Linked DNA regions of Mus musculus: region 2 is linked to region 1. Evidence: chromatin contacts called from public HiChIP or PLAC-seq data. All regions are on one chromosome and are shown on one strand. The core of a region is the stretch at or near the end of the contact, and the rest is flanking DNA. Distances in the headings are between cores, read along the strand shown. Region 1 holds the start of A430090L17Rik (RIKEN cDNA A430090L17 gene). Region 2 has its middle 21 kb from the start of Gm41072.

Evidence for each region. HiChIP or PLAC-seq counts read pairs in DNA pulled down with a chosen protein or histone mark.
Region 2: a contact with region 1 is called in a BATF HiChIP or PLAC-seq map of CD8 T cells, with 11 read pairs. The contact joins the enhancer-like site here to the promoter of A430090L17Rik in region 1. A contact is called at or near these places in 1 of 15 datasets of contacts at CTCF or cohesin (the NIH/3T3 cell line), 3 of 484 Hi-C or Micro-C datasets (CD4 T cells, cranial neural crest and muscle stem cells) and 4 of 115 datasets of contacts at active chromatin or transcription factors (CD8 T cells, embryonic fibroblasts, embryonic stem cells and 1 more).

Annotation. Positions count from the first base shown.
Region 1 is chr13:114,148,513-114,154,962 of GRCm38.p6, forward strand. It overlaps A430090L17Rik (RIKEN cDNA A430090L17 gene), which reads right to left and starts at 3,080. Exons shown (of 14, transcript NR_045836.1): 1 at 3,007-3,080; 2 at 951-1,233; 3 at 9-88. Arl15 (ADP-ribosylation factor-like 15) reads left to right here. Exons shown (of 5, transcript NM_172595.4): 5 at 6,192-6,450. The coding sequence ends at 6,344.
Region 2 is chr13:114,185,063-114,191,512 of GRCm38.p6, forward strand. No RefSeq gene overlaps it. Among named protein-coding and RNA genes, the nearest start is that of Gm41072, 21 kb to the right of the region's middle. Within about 2 kb of position 3,884, at least 20 of the 459 cell types and tissues checked have an H3K27ac peak or open chromatin away from gene starts, as enhancers often do. A contact at or near this core is called in CD8 T cells and memory CD8 T cells, where this site is marked.

The DNA of each region.
Region 1 (6,450 bases), core at 1,830-4,329:
AACCCTACCTTAAAAAGAGTCTTGTGGAGAGATGGCTGCCTTGCTCTTCCAGAGGATGCCCTCTTCTGGAGGTTGCCGAGGTCAGATGCTGCAAGGATAGGGGAGGAGCTTCAACTACCAGAATACTAAGTCTCTTCCGTCAATCTGAGGAGACCAGAAGCAACCTACCTACCTTTGCCTCTTGCATGGTGACCTAATAAGCAGGGTTTTGTTTGTTTTTTTGTTTTTTGTTTTAATAAGACAAGCCCCTCAGGCATATTAGGAAATAGAGGTAGTTTGTGCTCTACTTCTAGATTAGCAGATTAAGCACATCTGGTAATGCCAATCAGCTCTGACTTCTCACTACAAAGAGCTGAGATCATTGTCTTGGGCCATTCTGGGGCATGCTAAGTTCCCTATGCAATGGGAACTGGGTTTCTATATAATTATTGTTGTAACGTGTAACAACATCCTGTACACAACAGAGGTTACTGGCTTGGGAAGGAGACTTATAACAAAGGCAAGGCTTACTCACAGGTAATAACCTTATGTCATTTGTCTGCCTTGTGCTCATTCCAAGGTCAGGCAGCTCCACTGAGTGTGAGCTTCCTTAAGATGCTGTATCTATCGTGAGCACATTACCCACAGTCCTCTAGAAAGCAAGCATCCACTCTCTGTTTGTACCCCCATTAGCAACACTGAATTGGGGACACATCAGTAGTCACTCAATAAGAAGTTAGTGTCCATTCTGTGCAGCATCATTGCGAATGTTGCATATCGATTTTTTGATTGTGTTGTTTATTTATGTCCTTAATGACTTTTGTAGTGCCTTTCTAAGGATTTCAAGATCCTCCTAGCAGTACACTCAGGACAGCTGTGCAGCTCTCTGTGACCAACCTTTCTTTGAACAGGCTGCCAATAATGCACTCTGAAGAATCTTAATGATATCCCACCACTATCTCCAGACTTACCCAGGAGCGCACGGGCACAGCTCTCTCAGACTCTGGTGAGGGTGACCAATTCAAGCCAGGAGCTCCTGTAATCAAGGCAGCAGAGCTAGATAAACCCCTTAGCAAGCACACAGACAACAATGTGTTTTCTCAATGGGTAACAGTTTAGCAGCTGACCCTAGGAAGGAAAAGAAAAAGACTGGTTAGTTGCATTTAAAGATTGGGGGGGGGGGGGATAAGAATACTGCAAAGGGTTGCTGATTTCATGACTTAACGTAGTAGTTCGACGTCTTCATCCCCAGAGCTGCAAAGAGAAGACACGGGGTCAGCTGTTGCTAGTCCTGGTACCAACAGCCCCCAACATGTGACTCAGGAGGAAATTTACAAGTATCACTGAAAAAGGTTTCTTTCTCCTGTCATAACAGATGAAGAGATGAAAGCCAGGGGCTGAAGTAGAGATGAACAAACTCCCATTTCCTCCTTAGCAGTCATGGGAAAGGCTGGACAAAACTGCAGTCAACACGGGTCCTCTGGACCGTTTAGAAATGGAACAAAGAGATTAAGGTCCTATATCCCTAACTATCTCAGAAAGCATTGTTAAGGGATGAGTGCAGCTCAGGGCTGGGGGACTTTCCTAGCATATATAAGCCCAGAGTTTGTTACCAGATCAGAACAAAATAGACAAACAGCAAAAGAAACCACCCGTGGTAATCAGTTGGTGTGTTTAAAACTATAGGAAAACAACAAAGGGTTCCATCACGATCACTAACTCGCTTGCGTTCCCAGCTAACCTGCGCTTCTATATACAAAGTCCCACAACTGCAGTTTTTGATTTTATGGTTTTTTTGGTTGGTTTTGTTTGGTTTTGTTTTTTGAGACAAAGCCTCCCTGTGTAGTCCATAAGTGAGCCAGGACTCTCAGTGTAGACTAAGCTAGCCTTGAACTCATAGACATCCACCTGCCTCTGCCTTCTGATCGACAAGACTAAAGGTGTGCAGCACCACACCGGGCACAGGCTGTGGCTCATTCTCCAGGCTTTCTGGTTCTGAGGTCTTCATTCTGTCAACAGTATTAACAGCTGACCTGCCATGCCGGGCTTCAGAGATGAGAAAGAATACACTCCTATTTCTCAAGTCCCGTTTCCCATAACAAAGGAGCTGATCTGAATAACCCTATCGCCTTCTATTGGAGTCAGCTGTTTTTCTTGCTTCTGGTTGAAGTATAGTCACAGAGCAGGGATGAGTGAGAAGTCCTGCATATTACTAACTGGCCCTTTATGATCGTTAAACAGCCCAGGCCTGGGGTGATAGCCTGCAATCCCAGCTGGGAGCCAGAGCTGCGGCCAGGCTGTTGCTGCTTCTGCTAGGGATTCTGTCTCCACATTTTACAGACCTCTGTTCTAACCTCCTCAGTCAGCACAAACAGCAGGCTTGCATGGGTGGCTTGTCCCAGCGCACCTCTGCAGCCTTTACATAGCCTCTTCAGTCTTGCACAAGGGATGACAGGTGACTGAGTGGCATTTTTCAGGAAACCGGCCTGTACGATCTAAATTACCAGAGTTCCGTAGAACGCTTGAGACCCTCCACTACAAGTCATCATAGCCATCCACAGACATAAGAAAAACCACTCAAAGTCTGCTAGTGTTTCACAAAGGAAACACCTGTGGTTCTCCTAGATATGGGGACGTACAGGAGAAAGAAGTACTCAATGGCCCCAGGCAGTTATGAAAGGCACCACAGGGGCTAGGTAGACAGTTCTCAACAGGCCAGGTCCACCCAGGTGATGTTTAGGCATCAGAGGATAGGATATAACATCTTTAGCTTTCGCAATTACCAACGGGTGCTTGTGGCATTTAATTCTCCAACATGAGAGATGACGTAGTTTGGTGGACGGCACGGTCAGTCCCACATGATACGATGTTCCTCCCTGACTCTGTCTTTAATGTCTAACCACACTTTCATGTGGGTCAGAGCTCTGTTTATAAATAGCCAAGCTCAGAACCTAAATTTATTTCATGTAAAACACAAAGTAAGCCATGTTCTAGCATCCCCCCCCACCGACCCCCACCTGAGCTTACCAAAGTATACAAGAGAAAACTAGGTCGCCCGTGGGCACATACATACTCCATGCATGCCTTCATAACAAAAACAGGAAGCAGACGTTTATCACTATAAGTAAAAGGAAGTTTGCAGGTGTCAAAGAAGGAAAGATCAATGACTCAAGTTAGGAGCTGCATATGCCTTCTAAAAATTTAGTCACAGAAATTGCAAGTAAAATGCATTAAAGGGGAGTGAGGGTAAGTAACCCAGCCTGCATCCTCACAATCGAACTTGTATCCCTGGAGCTGAGGAAGGGCTGTCTTAGGGCTTCACTACTGAAGGAAATGTGATGGTCATGCCCAGCCCTGAGAAAGTGTGCCGTGTGATGTCTCGGGAGTTTAACAGCTGCTACAACCATTAGCAGTGACGGAACCACCGTGCCTTCTGTTATAAAAAGACTGTGTGGTGGATTCAACGTGTGAATAATGGACTCTGGTCATGCAGATCACCCACCGAGCCTCAGAGAGGACGGGCTCGGGTGGCAGAGCTAAAATAGGTTGGCTGCTTTTCGGTGGCTTTGTTTTTCTATCTCTAGGGTGGACACATGGCTACCGACGAATGCCCACTCTGTGACTATCCCGAAAATAGCTAAATGACCACAGGTTGCCAGGCAGCTGCGTTCTGATGTCACTCCTCCTTGTAGCACTTCCCAACTGACCGTGACATGTACGCAGCAGGAAAGTGTTTCAAAAGACTTAGGTTCATATTTAGAACTTGTCTCTTAATAAGAAAACAATCTTGAATGGCGATCCCCCTATCCTGGGGGCACTTCTTTGCATTCTAAAGGAAACTCGGATTTAAAGTCATCATTCGTGTTAGTCAAACTTGAACACTGGTCTTTAAAATGATCATCAACATAAAAATAAAAACGTGCTGATAATAAGCCAACATGACAGTAAGTTTTATTGTAGTAACTCCGGGTTATTGTAATAACCCGAAGTCGGGTTAGGATAAGAAAACAAAATTGAAATTTATTCTGAAGGCATTTAGGATTAGACAGTCTCTCAGGCATCGTGTTAGGAACTCGAAACTCTGATGGTGCAAAGCTGTGTTCTGGCAGCAGAGAAACTCGAGGTATGCCAGCATCTAAGGATCTGAATCTTTGTTTTAAGACTTACATTGTAAAGTTTATGGAATCCTTCAAATGCCAGCTGGGTGATTGTGGCTCCATTAGGTGCCCACTTAGGTTACACTGCCGAAAATCTCAAGTTACTCTGCAGTATTTGTCAGATTAACGCCACTGGGTTCCTCTGTCTGGTGACGACCCTGTCTTCGTGGCTTCTGTTTCCTTCATTTTAGGATTCAGCAAAACCTACCTTTAGCCATCTTTGCTCTCTTCCAAGTGTGCCTGTGTGATAAACAAGCTAGAACTCACTAGATTTTATGTCTGTCAGAAATCTGAAAGGTGAACAGTTACTTGGAGATCATTAACCTCCTCATTGTCATCACATTAGCTGGAATTCTGCTGTAAGGATTAATCTGTGTGGTGTGGTGTGGTTTGGTTTGGTTTGGTTTGGTTTAGTTGGGTTTAGTTGGGTTTAGTTGGGTTGGGTTTGATTTAGTTTGGTTTAGTTGGATTGGGTTTGGTTTGGTTTGGTTTAGTTGGATTGGGTTGGGTTAGGTTGGGTTAGGTTGGATTTGGTTTGGTTGGGTTTAGTTGGATTGGGTTGGGTTGGGTTGGGTTGGGTTAGGTTGTGGGGTGTTTTGTTTTGTTTTGTTTTGGTTGGCTTTTCCTTTTGAGCCAGGGTCTCACTGTGTCTTCCTGGCTGGCCTGAAACTCACTGTGTAGAACAGTCTGGCCTCAGTGCAGATGTGTCTGCTTCAGACTTCCAAGTGCCAAGATTAAAGGTGTGTACCACATCACCACCCAACTTGATTCTGTGCAACTTTTAAATGGACCCCTCAGCTTTATTTTCATTTCTAAATTAGTATACAACATTTGGTCGTTTTTAGTCAAACATGGCGGCACACACCTATAATTCCAGTACTTTTGGGTCAGAGGCAGGAGGATTGGCTACAAGTTTAAGGAGTTCCAGACCAGTCAGGGATAGTGAGACCCTGTTTCAAAAAGCAAAAACAAACAAAAGACACATACCATGGACAAAGATCTTTATAGTCTTGGATCTATCTCCTTGCTCTTGAGAGCCGGTCTGGACAGGTGTTTCTGCTGGTAACAGTTGGCTGGTCTTTATGATGGCGGCACAAAACATTTGGGAGTGGTAAGAGGTTTTCTAGAAACCTTGCTTGGTGATAAGGACAAAGTTTTGCTTCAGCCTACTGTGTGTGAATGAGTGAGTTGCTGAAAGAACTCCTTACCTTACTCTAGCCCTTCAGAGCAGAGCACAAGTGTTTTTATGAACCCTGGTAGTGTAATCCTGATTCACTCAGGATTTGGATCTTCTACTCCCAGCAAGTCCAGGACCAAAAGAGGTGGGAGCAGACCTGAGAAACGCTGTGCAAATGTGCAACCCCATGACTTTATGTAAGTGGGTCTGTGTATGCTTGAGCATCTGTACCTGTAGCTCTCATGCTTTCTTCCAGAAGATCCCTTCCTCACCCTCAGAAATGTCCACTAGAAATGCAAGAGAAAATAAGGTCCCTGACAGTGAGATTTTATTGGTTTTGTTTTGATTTTGGGTTTTAGTTTTTTGGGGTTTGTTGCTGTTGTTTGTTTGTTTGTTTATGTGCTTCCTGCTCCAGACAACTGTTTATAGGATCCAAAAAATAAAAATAAATTTAAAATAAAATAAAATAAAATAAAAGAGGTTTATAGGATCCATACTTTTTCAGCAGTTTGAGATGTCAAGCATTATGTTGCTAGCAGTGGTTAGAGTAAATGGAATCTGTGAGGTGTTCTCATTGTTTCTCCCTGCACCGTGGTACCTGTAATTCTTTCTCAGACTTCATAAGAACTCCCATGTGGTTGAGTGTAAAGTTTGGAATGGTGGCTCGCAGGCAGGTCACCAGCACCTAAAGAAAACACTCCCAGGTTACAACATATAACCCCGTTAAAGGCAGCTACAGACTGAAAGTCTCAAACATGCCCGGCAGTGCATATAAATTCCACTTAATACACAACAACCCCGCCCCTTTCACCGCTTAGCATCTTGATAGGAAAAAGGTTCTGATGTAATTGTTAACACATCTCTCCTTTTCTCTTCAGATCAAAAAGTATTTTGAACTTGAACCACTGGCCCGTGGAAAGCGCTGGATCCTGCAGCCCTGCTCTCTGGATGATGTGGACACACTGAAGGACAGCTTCTCCCAGCTCATAAACTTGTTAGAAGAAAAAGACCACGAGGCAGTGAGAATGTGAGACCTGACACAGAAGTTCCGGGAAAGCCTCGAACCCGCCGTGTTCGTTCCCCATCGTGATTCCATGTTGGTATCGAGACTGGCCCGGCTTCGGTATCTACTTGCCT
Region 2 (6,450 bases), core at 2,634-5,133, 37 kb after region 1:
GCTTCTTTGGAAAAGGCTCCAGTTACTTGGTTATTTGGAGGAGCGTCAGCGCTTGATGACGCAGAGCCCTCACACTCCTGACTTCTCTCAAAGCCAGCCTCACTCACCGTGCCTCCCTTACCATTATTAACACGAGCATCACTGGATTATAGAAATCATAGCTTGCTGAGGAGCTTCCTCTAAGCTAGAAACTGCTTTTCTGTCTGGCTTTGTTGACTTGGGTACATGAAGTGATGGTGAGATACATGCAGGGAGACAACCCTCAGGTCAAACCAAGATGTCCATCATTATAAAATAATGACTGACATACAGATGTGCTTCAGAAATCCATGCAGAGAATAGAGAGGGGTTTTTGTTTTGGGTTTGTTGTCGTTTTGGTTTGGTTTTTGGGTTTGGTTGGTTGGTTGGGGTTTTTGTTTTTGTTTTTGTTTTGGCTGTTTTGTTTGTTTTTATTTTTCAAGACAGGGTTTCTCTATGTAGCCCTGACTGTCCTGGAACTCCCTCTGTAGACCAGGCTGGCCTTGAAAGCCCAGAGATCCTCCTGCCTCTGCCTTCTGAGTGCTGGGATTAAAGGCACTGCCATCACATCCAGGACATTTTAAGTTACTTTTAAAAATCAAGTAAGGGAGTCCACATCTCCAGACACTCAGTAACATAATAGCAATATGGTCCTGCCACCTGCCCTTTGACGTCCATTGCTATAGCCTGCCTGTGTGTTAATTAACATCATGGATGACTCTGTGCTTAACAGAGAGCCGGATACAATGTATACCTACCTGAGTGCTCACCACAAGGCTGTGTTCCTACCTGGTTATTTAGTGGTAAGGAGGTCGCATGCTTTAGGCTCGTGTGAGTACTTTATTGACTCCGGTCATTTGGTTGCTGCCCTATACCTCTGCAGACTTTCTTTTCCCTTCATTTTATGACATAACAGAGAATACATCAGGCATAATTTCTGTGCTTATTTGGCCCCAAACACGCAATTGGTTTCAGAACATTGTTGTCAGTACGCAACCAAGGACACAGAGAAAGGGTCTTGTATCTGGTTATAATTTAGAAGGGGGTCCCATTAACTGTAACATAGCCCCTGCTACTGGGTTATGCTAAACTTGCAGAAACCTGAACGTTATCTCTATGTAGGAGTCCAAAGAGATAGAGTGTAAAAGTCCTAAGCAGGTTACAATGCTGACAAATTAGTTCCTAATTATTTTGCTCGAGGCTCTGCCCATGTTGCATGCAGAGACTGTTTTACCAGGACACTTGGAGAGTTTTGTTGCCTAAACCCATTTAATTTAAAACAAATGGGTCCATGTGATTATCTCAACCACAAGTACGTAACACAATGTGTAATATATTTAAAAGGCAAGAGGAAATTTGGTAATGGAATTTTAAAACTGTTTGAAAGAAAGAAACTTTGGGGAGAAAGAAAAGGAAGAAGGGGATTGGTGACGCCAGCTTGATTATTTTCAAACACCACCACAGCTGGACTTAGATTTGTACAATAAGAGAGCATGAAGCTATAAAAGGCGCCAGCGAGAATCTAAGAGCCGGGATGCCACATGGAAAAATAAAGGACAAGGCTTTAGATGTCCAGAAAAACTGCAAAATTCCCTCACTTTCAATATGCTCCATTTCTCTGTGGGGGAAATGCCCCAACGTCCAGGAAATATCCAAATAGGAACACAGCCTTCGCAGTGAGCACTCATGGAGGTTTGTGTACCTCTCATTCTATATTCTGTTGCTTCCTAAGATGTCTATGTGTCATAGGAACCAAATCCTAAAGTATTAATAAGACCAGTAACCCTCACCGAACCCTGCATATAACCTGAACATTATTCTATGCACCATGGGTTATCTCAGTTTAGCTAAGGTAACCCCGAGACACTGACATTACTACAACCCTGCTCTTCCAGATGACAGAACAGAGATGTACCCCGCCCAGAGTAAAGGCATGCAATCCCGTTCGCAGCCATTGCAAGACTTTCCCTTCCCTGCATGCTAGCTGGATTTTGTGGATGCACTGGGTAGGAAACTGACTTTCAAAGGCCAATCAGTTCTGAATGAATATGCAGTATTTAGTGTTTCAGAACTGTATAAGAAGTCAGAGTCTCTGCAAAGTATGACAACTGGGACTTAAATAATTAGTTTATACATGTGAAGTTTGGCCTGCGGATATAGCTCTGTTGGTAGGGTATATGACTAGCATAATCACAGACCTAGAGTTATTTCCCAGTACGTTATAAACTGGTGTGGTGGTACACACCTCTAATTCCTACACTTGGGAGGTGGAGGCTGGAGGATCAGGCATTCAAGGTCACCCTAAAAACTACGTAAGACCCTTTTAAAAACACGTGTGTAACGTAATACATCTATTTGAAAACCAGTCACATTTCTGAATTGTCACCAGAACGGTAATGGTTTTATTAGGTAGAATACACGAAACTACCCACACCACTACCCTGCACTAGGGAGGCCGAGGCAGGTGGATGGCTATGAGTTTGAGGCCAACCTCAAACAGTGTGAGTGCCAGGACTCCATAGAGAAACCCTGTCTCAAAGAACAGTGAATAAATAAGTCAGTAAATAAACAAATAAATAGAAATTTCTGCTTTCTGTGGTTATATCTAATACTTTCACCACAGTTGAAAACATAAGATTTCCTAGGGATCTAGCCATTTGTCCGTCTATTCAGCAATATTCATTAAGGGTTAACCAATCTGAAACTTATGTCAGTCCTAGGGGCATGGGCCACACACACATGAATCTTGCCCTTAAGAAATTCTGTCTTCAACAGGAGACAGACTAGCATAAAAACAATTGCAATTAGAATCAGATTAATGCAGTCCTGAAGTTCTGCATAAAATATCCAGAAACTGAAAAAGGAATGTGTACATCTTTTGTGAAGACAGGGTGGTCTTCACACAGAGAGGCAAGGCTGAGGGAAGCTCGATGCTATGACCGCGAACAGTGTAAAATGCATCCGAGGGACAAGGCTTTGGAGGATGAAGAACGGCACATACACAGGTGGTGTTGGGACAAGAGCGTGGCTGGAGCAAAACTGCAGACATGTGTTGCTTAATGCTGGGGCTATGCAGAGAAATGTGTCATCAGACAATTTCATCATTGCTGGACTATCACAAAGTTATTATAAACACAAGATACATGTGGCTGCTGCAGGCTGGCCAGCCTTCTGCAGGGCAGTGACACCATTTTTCAATAAGTAGAAGCAAGCGGAAGACTCTAAAGGAACAACAAATCTGGAAATACACAAGCCAGAAGCACAGGCGTTGGCTCGCATGTGCGGCACATAATATGTAACTACATTGCTGTTCCTTTAAACGGCCAGCAACGCAGTCGGTCATTGGCACTAGTACTGTTGTAGACACACAGATAAAGCATTGCATCATGACAGTGTAATGGTTACAGCATTACTATGTAATTGCAAATTTTAAGCTTGACTTTAATCTTCAGGTAGCCACCATCACTCGAAGTATCTGTTCTGGACCAAACTGCCTTTATGCATCATCTAGCTATGAATAGTTTTGAATCTGGGCATGCCACTTAAAAGCTGGATGTCTTATGACAGGTTTCTTCCCATACCAGTGTTTTAATCTGCAAGGTGAAGATAGCAATAATCACTCCATAAAATGATGACTAAGATCAGTCACATAGCATATGTTCCAAGCTCAAGAAAACAGGGTGTGTACGTAGCCACTTAAATTGTGGCTACTTTTAGACTAGTTTTCTGATTTCACTTCCTTGTTAGCCGGCACATACCTAAGCCATTATTGGAGAAGTTTCAGCTAGTTCTCATGAAAACAGTGTGTCCTGTGGTTATAGGGTACAGGTAGTGAAGCTCCCAAAGAGATCTGTGACCTTCGAGGGCCTGTGGCTTTTTGTCAGGCCACAATGTGGTCTTGCATTTTCTCAGAAGTCTACCGTATCTGCTTGTGATCTTGCAAGTGTGTTTGTGACTTTCGAGAACAAAACTTGTCAGCACACAAAAGTTCCCAGATGGCTTTCTCAAGGACTTTTTGAACTCTGCTGTGGTCTTTGATTAGGGCGTTCCCAAGAGATCTGAGAGCAGATTTCGTGTTGCACCTATAAACGTGGCCCATGCAAAATTGAGCAAATCATTGGCCCAGTTCGGTTCCTCGCCTAACTATAGATGGATTGGTGGCAGGGAGATCAACATCGCATCTGATGCCATTGACTGAGCCATGATCCTGGCCTCCGAAGCTCTGCAAACCTCTCAGCAGAGTCTTGGAAAAGAGTAGCCAGATACCGAATGGTGCTCACCTCGAATACATGTCCTTATTGTAGAATCATGCCTATGAAGTTGGTGTCATGCCGTCTTGATCTTTGAGTGGTTTTATTAGCTTCACCCACACGTTGTAATGGATTTGAGATGGCATTTAAGAGCTGCAAAAACTAAGGTCCCGGGCCACAAGCACCCAGTAAAGTCAGCCGTATTAAATAAGGCTTAGTGTAACATGCCTCCCTGACTGGCTGGCTGGCTGGCTGGCTGGCTGGCTGGCTGCGGGGAACAGAGGCTGAAAGGAAGAGCGCCCACGAGTAACCACAGGAGGGAAGGAAGGTTCTGAGTCTACATCTGAGTTACAATGAAAAGTAGGGCTTGGTTATCAGAGTCTCTACTATAAAAACATCAGAGGCCCTGTGGTGAACATGGCAGGCTCTACAAAACCTGAGGGGGTGTTTCCACTTAGGGCCTCAATCCCTTTGTGTTTGTTACTCTGGTTTCAGTATTTTTTTTTTTTTAAAAAAACACTACGTGGCAAGAATCACATTGCTCTGTTGTTCAAAGGGTTAACTGCAGATTCACTTTGGGGTGAAACACTGAGTTGTTCAAGGCCTTGTCCCTGATGGCTGAGTTCTGAGATAACCTTAATACCATGCAAGGCAATAAATAGCAAAGGAGGTGGGGGGAATCCAGTTGTTGTTGTTGTTTTTTTTTTTTTTTTTCACAGCGACTTTCATTGTAAGTATGTCAGATTTTAAAAATGAGGCTCCATAAACCACATCACCACAGAGCCCTGTTGTCCCCCCGTGGGGGTTTGTGGTTCCAAACGCTTGGCCTTTTTGGATGCTGTCTTGCAGTGGGCCTGGGGACCGGTTAGAGTGACTAAAAACAATTCTGGCGCCAGATCACCTTGTGGCTGAGGTGAACTGGCGATCTTGTTCTGAAGTGGTTGAAGCCGCTCACCTCAGGTGCTTTGGAGAGAGAGAGACCTTTGACCTCAACCTCCTCGATGGTCACACACATTCACAGCCATCTTGGCAGCCTGGAACCCCCCCCTCCTGCATGTCCGTGGAAATTCCTAGAAGTGGAAAGGCAAACTCAGCCCCAGGATGTTGGCAGGATCCAGTGTGTTACTAAAAATGGGGCTTCATGGATGGAGACTTAAGATTCTTAAGTGAAGAGAGAGGAGAGAGAGGAGAGAGAGAAAGGAAAATGTATGCAATTATCAGTGACTCCAGAAACTTCAGTTGTTCTGAAATGGTTCATTAGCAAAGATTGAAATCGGGTCACAAGAACGCTGCTTCCCACCACTGAGGGCGAGGGCGAGGGCGAGGGCGAAGCTGATCTCTCTGAAGCCATACTCCTCCCTCCTATCTCAGCCAAGAGTGTCCGTCTCCTGAGGATAGTTAGGAAACTGTTAGAGGGGTTTGGGGTTACAGACTTCATAACCGTTTCTTAATGCCACAGCCCACCTTCGCAGAAATTCTAAGCTCCCAGTCTCCTAGCTAATTGGGCCCTTTCCCAAACACTAAATAATGGGACAAGGATAGAAGTCCGATTCTCTTCCAAAATGCAGAGGCGGAAGGCTGGAGGACTGTGTTCCCTGAGTCTGGTCTGACTCCAGCCCCCTGGCTGATACCTACTGTGGGTCCTTATGCAAAGGCGAAGGGCTGGGTTGAACCGGAGCAAGACAGCAGTTGTCTATGACAGCTTTCTTTATTCATAGCCACATTCTCTCAGCCAAAACTGCGTTTCCTGGTACCTCTCTCGGGGTTCCAAACGAGGAGCAGAGCGGTTGGATCATTTGATTAGCTTTTTCCTAGAACAGGGAGTCTCCCAGCTCTGTTTACTTCCCAGGGAATGCAGGACAAGACCCAAGAATGGGGCGCCTTATGGGGCCGCTCCTGAAAGAACCAACAGCCCAGATATGGGCCTAGATTTGCTAAATGTGTCCGTAGGCTTGCTCCCCACATCAGGTAGGAACCTGAACCACCTTCTCTGTCCAGTGTGTTTCCTTTCCCAGGAACCCCTTCTCAGGAGGAGGAAACTGCTTGTTCCCTGTAGATCACCTGAGTTTTTCTTTTCATTGTGGTTTTCTGGCCCATAATATCAAATTGACCGTTGTAAAGACTTTGAAGTTACATGTCAGTCGTAACCAGCTGTTCCCACATTGTTGCACAATAATTTCTA